Linked DNA regions of Sus scrofa: region 2 is linked to region 1. A link is a contact called in public HiChIP or PLAC-seq data. All regions are on one chromosome and are shown on one strand. The core of a region is the stretch at or near the end of the contact, and the rest is flanking DNA. Distances in the headings are between cores, read along the strand shown.

Evidence for each region. HiChIP or PLAC-seq counts read pairs in DNA pulled down with a chosen protein or histone mark.
Region 2: a contact with region 1 is called in an H3K27ac HiChIP or PLAC-seq map of skeletal muscle. The contact joins the promoter of AHCYL2 here to the enhancer-like site in region 1. A contact is called at or near these places in 4 of 5 promoter capture datasets (fetal liver, fetal skeletal muscle and liver), 33 of 47 Hi-C or Micro-C datasets (adipocytes, adipose tissue, alveolar macrophages and 18 more) and 2 of 2 datasets of contacts at active chromatin or transcription factors (alveolar macrophages and skeletal muscle).

Annotation. Positions count from the first base shown.
Region 1 is chr18:19,381,780-19,389,658 of Sscrofa11.1, reverse strand. All of the region lies in intron 1 of AHCYL2 (adenosylhomocysteinase 3), which reads left to right. Among named protein-coding and RNA genes, the nearest start is that of AHCYL2, 56 kb to the left of the region's middle. Within about 2 kb of position 6,313, at least 8 of the 83 cell types and tissues checked have an H3K27ac peak or open chromatin away from gene starts, as enhancers often do. A contact at or near this core is called in adipose tissue, fetal skeletal muscle and skeletal muscle, where this site is marked.
Region 2 is chr18:19,439,459-19,447,012 of Sscrofa11.1, reverse strand. It overlaps AHCYL2 (adenosylhomocysteinase 3), which reads left to right and starts at 5,174. Exons shown (of 17, transcript XM_005657758.2): 1 at 5,174-5,597. The coding sequence starts at 5,235.

The DNA.
Region 1 (7,879 bases), core at 5,064-7,563:
TTTTCAAAATAATGAATTGGTTTACTAGCATTCTCCAGTGGTGATTGATTAGGATTTTTTGTTTTGTTTTGTTTTTGAATTAATTATGAATGCTTAGATTTAAACTTTTATTTATAACTATGTTTTAGTCCATTGCTATTATTATACGTTATTCCTTTTCTAGTAATTTTATACATTTGTTTCTTCTAATAGACTAAGTTTGAAGATGATGACATATCTTAGTCATCTTTGTGCCATTGGTGCCTAGCTTTCAGTAAATGTTTGTTGAATGAATGAATGAATGTTCTGAGTAGCATTTTCAAATATGAGTTCATTTTAGAGACGTGACAGAGGAACAGTGTCAAATATGGCTTTCTGGCTTGATCTGAAAAAAAAGGTAATACAACAGTGAAAAATATTCTGGGCAAATGTGAAAGAAAAGGTGTTTTTAAAAAAGTAATGTTTTTTGGAGTTCCCCTTCGTGGTGCAGCAGAAGCGAATCCGACTAGGAACCATGAGGTTTCGGGTTCGATCCCTAGCCTTGCTCGGTGGGTTAAGGATCCAGCATTGCCGTGAGCTGTGGTGTAGGTCACAGACACGGCTCGGATCCTGTGTTGCTGTGGCTGTGGTATAGGCCAGTGTCTGCAGCTCTGATTCGACCCCTAGCCTGGGAACCTCCATATGCCGCAGGTGCGGTCCTAAAATGGACAAAAGACCAAAAAAAAAAGTAATGTTATTTAATTGCTGTTTTTTAGGAGACATGGAATTGTTTACTCCATTATTTCCTCATAATGAGTCTTTTCATTGTATTTTTGTTCGAGGGAATAAATCAGAATCTTTGTTTTTACTTCACTTGCTATAAGATAAATAATGTTTAAAAGCACCCCCCATACTCCCTGCACATTCTTTTAATAAAATCCTTAATATTAATGTCAAAGAACATTTGCATTGTCATCAAGCACATTCCTCATGAATTTATCCATTTGTTTTACAAAACCCTATAAAAATTTGCAGGAAAGTAATGCAAAACTAACTTTTTTCTGAGTTTCTGCTGTGGTGCAGTGGGTTAGTTAATGATCCGGCATTGCCGCCCGCAGCTGTAGCTTGAATTCGATCCCTGGTTGGGGAAGTCCCACATGCTATGGGTGTGACTGGAAACAAAACAAAACAAAACAAAACAAAACAACACAACAAAAAAACTAACTTTAGGTACCTACCATATGCTAGGCACTGTTTTGAGCACTTTTCTATGGAACATACATAATTATTCTTACCACAACCTTATTAAGTAGGTAGGATTATTATCTTCCTCCTATTTTATAGATGAAGTAATTGAAGCACAGAGATTAGGTAACTTGCTGAAGGTTTACACAGCTAGTGAAAGTCAGAGCTGGGATTCAAATCATATATTCTTTCTCTAGAACCTGTGTTATTAAATTACTTTTAGTAAGTTAACCACAGACTCTTGCAGGATGGGATGGTGTTCACAAAAGAATTTTATGATAATATGATAAAATTAATCATTTAGTGTCACAAAATCTGTCATTTTATAATGATAAATAATTATGGCTAAGCCAGTTTTTTTTTGAATGAAACTTTATTCCTAGAAAAGCAAATCTTTTTTTTTCTCTTAAATATGTATTTCTAAGTCCCTTTGGTTTATTTATTTATTTTTTATTACTCAATGAATTTATTACATTTGTAGTTGTACAGTGATCATCACAATCCAGTTTTAAGGATTTCCATCCCACAACCCCTAATTTTTTTCTCTAGGTCTTCATTTCTTAGGTGGTATTAAAGCAAATCGGGTATGAACAGTAGCAAGTTCTTATTCTCTACCTTTTTTTTCTTTTTCTCTTGTTCAGGCTGCACCCATTACATATGGAGGTTCCTAGGCTAGAGGTCGAATTAAAACTACAGCTGCTGGCCTGCACTACAGCCACAGCAATGTAGGATCCGAGCCTTGTCTGAGACCTACACCACAGCTCACAGCAACGCCAGATCCTTAACCCACTGAGCAAGGCCAGGGATCGAACTTGGGTCCTCATGGATGCCAGTCAGATTCGTTAACTGCTGAGCCACAACGGGAACTCTACTTTTAACATATTATTGAATTTAGTTTGCTAATATTTTGTTGAAAATTTTTGCAACTATATTTGTCAGTGATATTGGCCTGTAATTTTCTTTTTTGTGTCCTGTCTTTGGTTTTAATATCAGGGTGATGCTGGTCTCATAGAATTGAGTTCAGAAGTGTTCCTTCCTCTACAGTTTTGGGGAATAATTTGAGAATAGTGTTAACTCTTCTCTAAATGTTTGGTAGAATTTACTTGTGAAGCTATCTGGTCCTGGATTCTTATTTGTCAGGAGTTTTTTTTAATCATTGATACATATGGTTTTTGGTAATTAGTCTGTTCATATTTTCTGTTTCTTCCTTGTCTTAGTCTTGGGAGATTGTATATTTTTAGAAATTTGTCCATTTCTTCTAGGTTGTCCAAAAATAGATGTTTTTTGGCATATAATTGTAGTAATCTCTTATGATCTTTTTGTTTCTGTGGTGTTGGTTGTAACCTCTCCTTTTTCATTTCTGATTTTAATTTATTTGGGCCCACTCTTTTTTTTTCATTGATGAGTTTGACTAAAGGTTTCTCATTTTATCTTTTCAAGGAACCAGCACTTAGCTTCACTGATCTTTTCTATTTTTTTTTAGTCTCTATTTCATTTATTTCTGTTCTGATCTTTTTGATTTCTTTCCTTCTATTAACTTTGGGTTTTGTTATTTTTCTTCTTCTAATTCTTTTAGACAGAAGGTTAGATTGTGTATTTGAGATTGTTCTTGTTTCCTGACATAGGCTTCTATCACTATAGGATTCCCTCTTAAAACTTATTTTACTTTGTCATACAGATTTTGGATCATTTTCTTTTCTTTTTTTCATTTGTTCTTTTTAAAGCCAAACCTGCAGCTTATGGAAGTTCCTGGGATAGAGGTTGAATTGGAGCTGTAGTCGCAGGCCCAGGGCCATAGCAACACCAGATCTAAGGTGCATCTGCAGACTGCACTGCAGCTTGTAGCAACACCAGGTCCTTAACCCACTGAACGAGGCCAGGGATTCATCTGTCTCCAGGGTTTTTTTTTTTTTTTTTAATTTCTGATTTGATTTCTTTGATGACTCATTGGTTGTTTAGTAGCTTTTTCTTTCTTTCTTTTTTTTTTTTTTCTTTTTAGGGCTGAAGCCTCGGCATATGGAAGTTCCCAGGCTAGGGGTCAAATTGGAGCTATAGCTGCCAGCCTACGCCACAGCAACACGGCATCCGAGCTGCATCTGTGACCTACACCACAGCTCCTGGCAAGGCCATTTACTTAACCCTCTGATCGAGGCCAGGGATCAAACCTGCATCCTCATGGATCCTAATCGGGTTCATTAATTGCTGAGCCACTAAGGGAACTCCATTTAGTAGCTTATTGTTTAGTCTTCACATATCTGTATTTTTTGCAGTTCTTTTTTTCCCTCTAGTTAATTTCTAGTCTCAGAGCGTTGTCAGAAAAGATGTTTGATATGATTTCAGTCTTCTTAAATGTACTCAGACTTGCTTTGTGGCTTAGTATGTGATCTGTCCTGGAGAATATTCCATGTGCACTTGAAAAGAATGTGTATTCTGCTACTTTTGGATGGAACGTTCTATGTATATCTGCTAAGTCTATCTGATCTAATATGTTGGAGAATCATTACTCTTAAAAGCATGTTGCTTAACCACCTCTCTTCAAATTGATATAGCAAAGACATCTAGTAGCATTCCCTTCTTTCTATCTTTGAAACTTTAGTTTTGGGAAGCTCTGTTTTAATGGTTGAGGAAAAAAGTTTTAGAAAAGGAAACCAAGAAATAACAAAGCTAAATTAATTTTAATGAGAAATATGTTTGTTGCTGATTTTCCATGACTGAGAGATAAAAAAATACTCTTGTACTACATAACAGTTATGTGCAAATATATGTATGCCCCTTCAACTAGTATCAGTATCTAAATATGGCCTTGAAAATGTCCTAAGAGAAGCCACAAATCGATTATGGCCACAGAATAAAATTTATCTGAGGGAACCCAACACACATCCAACTTTTTTCAAATAAAAACAGTAACAACAAATTCTTATAGGTCAGGGTTAACATGTTGAAGTCATTGAATTATTTATAGCAGTTATCTTTTAATGAAATACAATAAATCCCAGGAAAGAGATGGCTTAGTATGACTTTATAAATGATATTGAGAATAAGACTCAGGCGTGATTTGTTTTAAACTCAAGAAATTCATTTGAAGAGACTGTTAATTCACTCTTAGGAACTTATTTCATAGTCAGTGTGATCCTTTATTGGTTGTGGAAAGTGCTTTATCCCATTTGGCTTATTCAGTAGTAGTGGAGAAGGATTATTAAAATTAATGTTCGTATTATTCTTTTTGTGTGGCTCTAACTAGTTATTTTGCAGGAAAAGTAACATTGATTCATTTCTACCTCACTGAGAGGCTGAATGGTGTATTCTAGCTGCTGTTCAAGTATATGTTTAGTTTGTAGAACAATTACTTTGTGTACCCATGATAAATGTTATTTATTTGGACACATTTGCCTTTTCCTATTTTTTTCTTAATTGGTTTGACTGCATCTCTAAAAGCTGCTCATTAGAGTGACAGCCAAAAAAACCCCACATGTCTGAGGGAAGTGCCAGGAAAACATTAATGTTAATGTTCCAGTTTCCCTAATCCTCATCCCATAATTTTTAGGGGTTGCTGAAATCAGATGAGTTAGCCTCTTTCAAGGGCTTGTGATCTGTTTAGGACTGTTCCAAGGGAGGGCATTAACATTTGAGTGCCTTTTATGTATCAGGCACTTAACATGTGTTAAATCATTTAATTCTATGAGTTCTGTGAGGTAGATGGTATACTGATTTTACAGATAAAGAAATTAGAGCTAGTTATCAATTTACCCTACGTCATACACCCTAAGTGGCAAGACTTTGAACCCATCTCACTCTCCAAATGGCACTCTTCCTACTATACTGCCGGAATCTATATCTTCTACACTAACCTGATGGAACACGCTGTTCTCTGTTAGTAAAGTTTCAATACGTTGGAGCTGATAACAGGATTAGTAGACATATTAAAGAGACTGTAAAGATATGTAATGTGTAGGAAATTGCAGGACAATAGGAGAACAGCATATTAGACCCAATATTTAGATCCACTACCTAATACTGGACAAGTGATATATTGCCTTTGTTGCAGGTTCACAGTGTTTAAAATGAGGATAATGTCTTCTCTGCCTTCCCAGTGCCTTTTCCTATTTTTTTCTTAATTGTTTTGACTGCATCTCTAAAACCAATGGGGTGTTGAGAGACAGAGAGAGAAAGCTTTAAATAGTATAAAACTTTACAGATGTGAAGTATTATGTATTATGATTATGGAGAGTCATGTAGCTTGGTGGATTGGTATCATTCTTTTAACTATGGAACAATTAGTTGATCTGGCAGTAGGCCACTGGAACTCAAAGAAATAGTGCCTGTCAATCACAGTCATTTCTTGGATGGAAGAATTGAAAAATAGCACAGCAGTTGTTCTCCTTGACCTCTTTCTCTGAAAGGGAATTTGATTAGGCAAGCTGGTTTCATAATAGAGTAGAGCCTCTCCCTTCTCTCCAGGGAATTGAAGCTGAGCAGCCAGCCTTGTTCTGTGAAGCTAGAGCAATCTGGCTTTAAAGGATTTAACTAAATTTATTGTGATTAAGGTTTTATGAGGGATGTCCACTGCAGAGCAGCAGCTTTAAAAATGTTACATGTGAGTCAGTCTGTGTCCCTAGGTTGAGAACAGTAAACTGCAACTAGGTTAAGCTCAGGGAATAGGACTCAATAGCATCTTGAAAAGAAGCCTAGATTCTGACAGCAGAAAAAGAGGCAGCAGGGGGACCAATTGTATGGATTGTAGAATTGAGCCCCCATCTAGGCATGTGGTATTTCTCCAGACCTTTGTTAGTGAGCTGACTCATGGACTTTCCCATTATATAGGGAAGAAAATTTAAACACAACACTCAACACGGATAGGCACATAATAAGTAAGTATATGAATGTTCCATAAAAACAATTACAGAATTATGCCTAATTATTGTTTTAAGGTGCAAGCACTGAATGGCCAGAGAAAAGGATTAACCACAGGCATCCCTGGAAGGTTACTGCATGCCCTGGTGGACTCACATTGTCTCTAACTAGGAAGATCTTGCTCAATCCTTATATTCTCTCAGCAGTTGCTGGCATTGCTGGGGGTTTGTACGAATATATGTGGAGATAAAGCCATTGGTTTAAGTAATTTGGCCAAAGTCAGGATAAAAATAGATTATTAGTCAGTTTTTCTTAAAGGTTCTCTACATGCATACTGTTGCCTTTTATTTGCTAAATATATTTTGGATAAATAATATAGCTAATTTTAGACCCTGGAATCTTGTACCTTATGCCAGCCTCTTGGCTCTGCTGTTTCCATATTTACCTCTAGTTACTTATAGAAACTCATTGGAGATTTAAAAATGGTTACAAGGTTCTTATTTGGGGGAAATCACTTAGGGTTACTCAAAATGGGTATTTGTTGAAAGTAATCAAGAAACTAATAGGAGTAGAGGAGAGGCTACATAGAGGAGCCAGTGAAGAACCACTGATCCCCATAATACACTGTCAACCACAGACTTTCCTTCCAGTTAGCTAGTTGATCAAAAAATCAGAAACATCCAGGGAAGAAAGATAAAGTATTTTCTGGTGTCATGTTGGCTTTTATTGGATTTAAATATTTTGGCTTTTATCCGTGAAATTGATAGAGAGAGTATATGCCCGGGATTTATTAAAATGGAAAGGTTAAAGTGCTAAAGACTGTATTTCACATGACCTGAAAGGTGAAATAAAAATGTCTGAACCTTCTGATACTGAGTGGTTTAGAGCAGTACTCAAAGTAAATGACTTCTGAAAGGAGCCTTTTAAGAGATGAATGTGGGAGTCCCCGTCGTGGCGCAGCGGTTATCGAGTCCGACTAGGAACCGTGAGGTTGCAGGTTCGGTCCCTGGCCTTGCTCAGTGGGTTAAGGATCCGGCTTTGCTGTGAGCTATGGTGTAGGTCGCAGACACGACTCGGATCCTGCATTGCTGTGGCTGTGGCGTAGGCCAGCGGCTACGGCTCCAATTCGACCCCTAGCCTGGGAATCTCCATATGCCGCGCGCGGAAGCGGCCCAAGAAATGGCAAAAAGACAAAAAAAAAAAAAAAAAAAAAGAGAGCGAGAGAGAGAGAGAGAGAGAGAGATGAATGTGTTTCTTCATTTTAAATTAAACTTGCTAAGTTATAGTCTGTGTAACCTTGTTTGGTGAATTAGAGTTTTTAGAGGCTTTCATTTATGTTCTTTTTTTCTAAGATTTAGTATAAGATGTCAACCTTTCTTGAAGTAGGAAGCCAACTTGTTAAGGCTCTGTGTTTGTGTGTGTGTGTGATTATATATTGTGCAATGTGTAACTATAAGAGAGGTGGTTGGGGGCGTGACAGGAAAAGATTATAGAGAGGTGGCTTCTCCAAAGAGAGGGAGCTTCTGTTACTTATTCCAATTAGAAATTATTGTACTGCATATGTCCCCTGGGTCGTGATGATGGCAGGGGTTGCCTATGAGTCCTTTGCACTTAGCATGCTTTACTCGGAAATAAGCTTCTCTTAAAACCTGCCTGAGTTGTGCATACTGAAATTAGAGGGAGAGAAGCTCCTGTTGGGAGCTTTGGGGAAGGTAGTGAATGGCTCCAAGGTACTGAGTACTTGGATGCTTTTGCCTGAGGCCTAATAAAATCAGCTTCCTTCCTCCTACCTACTGCTAGAGAAATTGCCTTATAGCTCTGGACT
Region 2 (7,554 bases), core at 3,925-6,424, 58 kb before region 1:
CTAGGGGTCAAATAGGATCTGTAGCCGCTGGCCTACACCAGAGCCACAGCAACGCCAGATCCGAGCCATGTCTGCGACCTACACCACAGCTCACGGCAACGCCAGATCCTTAACCCACTGAGCGAGGCCAGGGATTGAACCTGAACCTCATGGTTCCTAGGTGGATTCGTTTCCACTGCGCCATGACGGAAAGGCCTCATCCTACTTTTTAAAAAGAAATAATGTGTGACAGATTTAGCTAAAGTTCCTTTTGACCAGCACTGCTGTCCCACTTTTCCTCCCACTTTCCCCTTCCTCAACAGAAAAATAGCTGTCTGAATACAGTGGGTTTCCTTCTAACCCATTTTTATATTTTTGTATGTGCACATGAAAGAGCGTATGAAAGCTATGCATACATAAGGTATTTATATCTTGCTTTTGCCTGCTTTAATTTTTTCTTTATATACATATTTTTTTGCTTTTTAGGGCTGCATCGTGGCATATGGAGGTTCCCAGGCTAGGAGTAGAAGTGGAGCTACAGCTGCTGGCCACAGCCACAGCAATGCAGGATCCAAGCTGTGTCTGCAACCTACACCATAGCTCACTGCAACACCAGATCTTCAACCCACTGAGTGAGCCAGGGATCGAACCCGAAACCTCATGGTTACTAGTTGGATTCATTTCTGCTGTGCCACAATGGGAACTCCTATATGTGTATTTTGTTAATGGCTGTACCTGTGGCATATGTAAGTTCCCGGGCCAGGGACTGAATCTGAGTTGCAGCTGTGACCCACACCATAGCTGCAGCAACATCGGATCCTTAACCTGTTGTGCTGGGCTGCAGATGGAATCCTTGCCTCTGTAGCTACCTGAGCTTCTGTGGTCAAATTTTTTTTTTTTTTTTTAATCTTTTCTAGGGCTGCACCCGCGGCATATGGAGGTTCTCAGGCTAGGGGTCTAATCGGAGCTGTAGCTGCTGGATCCAAGCCCCGTCTGCCACCTACACCACAGCTCACGGCAATGCCGGATTGTTAACCCACTGAGCAAGGGCGGGGACCGAACCCGCAACCTCATGGTTCCTAGTCGGATTCGTTAACCACTGCGCCACGACGGGAACTCCCTTTTTTTGAATTCTTTCCTTGATGAATTTCCCCCTCTTCATTTTCTTTGTTATCTCTCTCTGGCACTCGTGTTATTCAGATGTTGATCTGTCTGGACTGACCCGCTGATTATTTCCTTTTCTATTTTTTTTCAATTAGAGAAAAAAATGTATTGAAGGTCTGAAAAACAATTCCTAAGAAATTGATTTTCCAGAAAACTGTAGCTACACAATGCATTGCACCTATCAAGTTAAAAATCTGCATTAGACACAAATATAAAAACCATGACTGACACAACATTGTAAATCAACTTAAAAAAAATTAAAATAAAACCCACGAAAGAAGTCACCATTCTTCAACAATTGGTGCAAAGATAAATTATATTTTTCCTATTTTTAATTTCTTACTTCTTAATTTATTGAGTTTAAAAAATTCTGCCAGTATGCTTTCATTTTTAAAGTATCATGTTTTTGGAATGTTCACTTTTTTTTTTTTTTTTTTGTCTTTTTAGGGCCACACCTGCAGCATATGGAGGTTCCCAGGCTAGGGGTCTAATCAGAGCTGTAGTCACTGGCCTAAACCACAGCCACAGCAATGTGGGATCCAAGCCTCATCTGTGACCTACACCACAGCCCACGGCTACGCTGGATCCTTAACCCACTGAGTAAGGACAGGGATCGAACCTGCTTCCTCATAGATGCTAGTCAGATTCGTTTCTGCTGAGCCACGATGGGAACTACATCATCCTGTTTCCATTACAGTGTTTTCATTTTTGGCCGTGCCTGCTGTTCCTCAGTAACAAAGATGGCAGAAGCAGCAGGTGTGTAGGATGGACCTGACAATGGGCAAGAATGTGCCCTGATGTTTGGCCTCAACCAGAGGATGGTGCCTGGATAAATAAAGGATGAATATCAGTTACTTTCCAGCACTTCAACTCCTTATGTTTTGTAACCACATCCCATTGAAGAATGAGTTCACCCCGTTGGTAATCAAGTCTAGCGGCCGTCCAGGTAGGCAGCTGCTGCCTATGAGCTTCGACACATGCCAGGTGGCTGTACCGCAGCTCCCTTGTGCATTAGGGGGAAGAATGAAATCAGTTATAGAGCTGCTAATCTCTTCTCCGACAGCTGGAGGATGAAGCTCTGAGCTGGTTCTTTGTAACAGGAAGGAAATTCTGAAAGCCAGACTGTGAAGAGAAAGCTTAAGAAGTTCTTGCGTCTGGTGGACTTGAGGGCTTTGTGGAAATGGCAGTGTTCAGATGCCTTCCAACTCATAGTGTGAGGCACAAATTTCGAAGGCAAGATAGAAAAGACTCCATTCAGGATAGTATACTCCACGAATGAACAAATTTCCTTTTTCTTTTCTTTCTTTTTTTTTTTCTTTTTAGGGCTGCATCCACAGCATGTAGAGGTTCCCAGGCTAGGGGTCACATTGGAGCTACAGCTGCCGGCCTACACCACAGCCACAGCAACACAGGATCCAAGCCACGTCTGCGACCCCCACCACAGCTCATGGTAACACCAGATCTTTAACCCACTGAGCAAGGCCAGTGATCGAACTTGCAACCTCATGGTTCCTAGTCGGATTCGTTTCTGCTGAGCCATGAAGGGAACTCCGAACAAATTTCCAAGACAGCAGTAGCTCAGGGAAGGAGACCAAGGCAGGTGGTTTCTCCCTTTCCTTCTTACCAGGGAAAAAATATTCCAAAGACTAGATGTTCAGTGGCCTTCTGGGCTTGTCAGGGCCATCACTTACTTTATGAACAACCAGAAACTCTAAGGTCCTCTTTGCCTCAGTTTCTCTGAGAATAAAGAAGAAATGACCTAGCCCATAATCTGTCACCCAGAGGCAATTGCATTTTAATGTACTGTTTTTATTCAAGTATTATTTACATAGCTAAAATCTAATAGGAGTTCCCATGGTGGCTCAGTGGGTTACGACCCCGACTAGTATCCATGAAGACAAAGGTTCAATCCCTGGCCCTACTCAGTGGGTTAAGTTGATTGCTGTGAGCTGTGGTATACAGGTCACAGATGTGGCTCAGATCTGGTGTGGCTGTGGCTGTGGTGTAGGCCGGGAGCTGTAGTTCCAATGTGACTCTTACCCTGGGAATTTTCAGATGCTTCAGGCATGCCCTAAAAAAGAAAGAAAACAAAATCAAATAAAATATGCTAATTTATTTAGCTCACTATTTTATCATAAGTATTTATTTCCCTTCATCACTGAAAAAAAGTTCTTAGCAAACTTAATTTTAAAGGCTATATAATCATTCCTCTGTTGTTGGACATTAGTTTCAGATACCTTTTCATTATTCAAAATAAATCTGCCATACAAGTCTTTGGGTTTACATCTTCAAAAAGAAATTAAAATAAATAAGTTTTAAGTTTTAAAATAATACAGAAAAGTACAAGGTAAAAAAAAAACACTTCACATCCCATCGCTTAAAACAATTGCTATTTATATTTTAGTTAATATTCTTCTCTGTTGATATATTTAATCCGAATTTCAATTATCTCCCTGGAACCCAGCAAGACTCTGCAAGGCCCTCCCTGTCTGCTGTTTGTATATATATAAAAAAAAAAAAAAAAGGCTTTAGGAGTTCCCTTGTGGCACAATGTTAAGTACCTGATGGTGTCACTGCAGTGGCCAGGGTCACTGCTCTGGCCCACTTTGAACTCTGGCCCAGGAACTAACCACCACATGCCTCAGGCATGGCAAAAAAAAAAAAAAAACCAAAACAAACTAACAAAAAACCCAAAGGGCTTTAGTTTCCCAGGCCTTCCCCAAGTTCCAAAGAGCAAGCTGAAGATGTCAGCAGGACAATAGCATCACAGGACTCCTTGTTCCTCCTGAAGGGATATAGATAACAATCTGATGTGTGTCTGAGTTCTACTAAAACTAAGACCCCTACCCAGGAGGAAAATGGTGACCACATGTTGACCACAAGCAATAGGCCGGTTGGAACCAGAAGGCTGAGATCCCAGAGATATATCACCTGGTTATGGCACCACCAACCCATTAGAATAAGATCACACACCCTGGAGCCCTCAACCCCAATTCTGCCTTAAAAACTTTTCCCTGAAAACTATGGGGGAGTTAGGGTTTTTTGAACTCCAGCTGCTGTTCTTCCTGGCACGCTGCAATAAACTTTCCTCTGCTCCAAACTCTGATGTTTCGATTTGTTTGGCCTCACCGTGCCACAGGCATACAAACTTGGGTTCTACAATATCCCTAGTAGAATTAATAGGGCAAAAGAATTGGCTTTGTTTAAGGCAATGGTTTTCATTCCTTAGTCTTGAAATTTTGACCTAGTGATACCTAACTTCTTTTTTAGACTGATACTAAACTCCAAGCCCAGAATGTGCCAGAAATTGCCACAACAGGCAATTAAAAACAGGACCATGTTATTCCTTCTAAAAACAAAGCCAGTAAAGGTGTGAGGTCCTAATTTCACGGACGCAGAAAAATTAAGTCACTTGATTAAGCCTGAGGCCAGCTCTCTCCCCACCGCTTTTCCTTTAAATGCCTGCTCACGTGATAGCAGAGGTGCACCCTAGGAAGAAATTTACACTGTCGGGGTAGAGTCAATCTTCCTCCACCTTCCCAAACTTAGGGTTTCTAGAGCTAGCTCCTCGGAAGCCGCAACTCCTCTGGAGACCTTCTCTTCCTCATGTTCTTCTTCATGTCACCTATCCTCACTTCTTTCTTTTAGTCGCCGGCGCTAAAGCTCCATCTCTGCTACAGAATCCCGCTTGCCGGAGGAAGGGCGACCGGGACTACAACCCCCAGGGGGCTTCGCGGGCCCCGCCCCCGGCGGCGCGCAGGGGTGGTCGGGGGCTGAGGTCCCACCGTCTCTTCGCCGCCTTCGGCCCAGAGCAAGCGCACTACAGGTTCCGTGGCACCACACGCGCGGGCAAGCCGGACGGAGCGGTCTGGGGCGGGGCGGGGCGGGGCGGGGCGAGGCGGGGCGGGGCGGGGCAGAGAGGGGAGGGAGAGGCCGGGGCCGGCGGGCGGGTGGGCAGGCGGAGGAAGTGGGTGGGAGCGGAGGCGATGGAGGGGAGGAGTGGGGGAATGGGGGAGGGAAGGGGAAGGGAGGCGGGAGGCGGGGCCGAGCTGGAGCTGGAGTCTGAGCCGGCGGTTGCAGTGGAGGCGGTGATGTCGGTGCAGGTCGTGTCGGCAGCGGCTGCCTCGAAGGTGCCTGAGGTGGAGCTGAAGGACCTGAGCCCTTCCGAGGCGGAGGCGCAGCTGGGACTGAGCACGGCGGCTGTGAGCGCCATGGCCCCTCCAGCAGGCGGTGGGGACCCTGAGGCTCCAGCTCCCGCGGCGGAGCGGCCCCCGGCCCCTGGCCCGGGATCGGGGCCCGCCGCGGCTCTCAGCCCCGCCGCTGGGAAAGTGCCTCAGGCGTCGGCCATGAAGCGGAGCGACCCTCATCACCAGCATCAGAGACACCGCGACGGCGGCGAGGCCCTGGTCAGCCCCGACGGCACCGTCACCGAGGCGCCGCGTACAGTCAAGAAGGTATTGGGGCCGGGCTGCCTCTGTCGGAGAGGGAGGGTAGGAGGGGGAACCGCAGATCCTCGCGGCGCGGCGCCACCCTCCACGCCCTCTCTTGTCATCGTAGAAGCCGAGAGATCCCTTTCGCCCTTAAATCCGCTCTCTCGGAGATGCCCCCTTCCTGGCCCCATGCTGAGGAGTGAAGACTCCAGGGGGTACGGCCGTACTTCGCTGGGAATAACATGGAGGTAGCGCTCTCGCCTACTACTTGGAATAGTAGGCTGGGAGAGGAGAGCCACCTAATCTTAGCCCTCGCTGAACTCCCCGACATGCTCCGTGTGTATGTTCCAGACTGTCGGGGAGAAGACCCCGATGGTGTAGAAAAACCTCACTGCTTATGAGAGTTCACTCAGCAGTAAGGGTTCTCTCTTGGAAGAACGAGTAAGGAGTAGTTACCTCGCTCTGAGATCCTCAGTTGTGTGGTTTCTGTGCAGATGATGACTTTCTGCCGTTCTTGTCCAACCACTTCCATCGAGCAGTACTGATGCTGTGCCCTTCATTCCAGATTCTGCGATCTCCTTACATCCTCTCTGAATGTAGAAGGGTAATGGACTCTCTTCACTCTTTTCTCTTCAGAGGTTTGTTCTCTCTGCCCAGTAGTTGGTCGCCACCAAGATTATTGTACTGTGTATGAAGAGGTGATTGTTTTATTAGGTCTTTCATTATGATCTGAAAGTGTTAGGAAGTGTTAGGAATGCTTCTCTTTTTGGGAAAAGCGATCACAGTGGGGTTTTCTGTCTCAGCTGTCAGTTTCTTCCAGACAGAGTTTTGAAGAAGAGCACCAAGGAGTAGGTGTGCCTAGATGTGTGATTTTAATACCCATCCCAGTATTATTTTTAGGATGGCTCTATCTATGGTGTGTTTCTCCTCTCATAAAGCTAAGTCAGTACAGGAAAAAAAAAGGGGGAAATATTGCAAAAACAGCAATGTGGATCACATCAAAAGGGATGATTGCTCTAATTTCTGAGGCATGATGTGAACATGGTGATTTATGGTTTTTTTGTTTTGTGAATGATTTTTAATTGCTTTATCAGAACATTGAGAAAATGATAACAGTCTGCATTGGTTTCACTGTGTGGGACTCAGCTGAAGTGGAACCTTGGATCCAGCCTAACTTTTCTTATAACTGCCTCATTATTAAGGTATAGAGCAGAGAACCCTTTCATTCGAATTACCCAAATATAGATGATCAGACAGTGTCAGAGGCAAGAGTGAAAGCTGTGTTTAATGATGCTTTAGGACATTGTCTTCACATTTGCATTATGAATCTCCCATGGGAGGAGCTATAGGAGGAAAGAGGGGCAGCACAGGCACCAGTGCTGGTAGTACCTAGATTCGAGTCTGGAAATCTGAAACACGTTTGTAAACCAGTCAAGCTGCTTTATAACTTTGGCCAGATCCTGTGATTAAGGGTCTTTTTGTGTAAACTCTGTATTTTGGTAAGAGTGTTTGACAAATTGCCTTTAGAACATGGGATTTACAGTCAGGCAGACCTGAGTTCGAATCCTAGTACCCCCACTAACTAGGTTTTGGGTAATTTCCAAATTCTCTAAATCTTAGTTTTCTCTTTTATAAAATGAAGTTACTAGTACGAGTGAAGATTAGAAGTATTTGTAGAGGGCTTTGGCATTGAACTTGGCACATACTGTGAGGGCTTCAGAAATAATAGCTATTATGGAGAATTGATTTTGTTTTTTCCCTCCTCTCATCATGTTAAATGCATGCCATCATGGCTTCCTTTGAAAGGTACACACAATTCAATAGATTCTACATAAAGAAGTGAAAAAAATCACAGGCCAGCGTGTCAGTCTGTTTTTCCTAATTCAGGTTGTGTTTCTTAACCATTTTCCTTGTTGCTGAACCACCTTCCTGTTTTTCCAGCATCAAAATGTAGGTTCCATGATTCTAGATTTACTCAGCA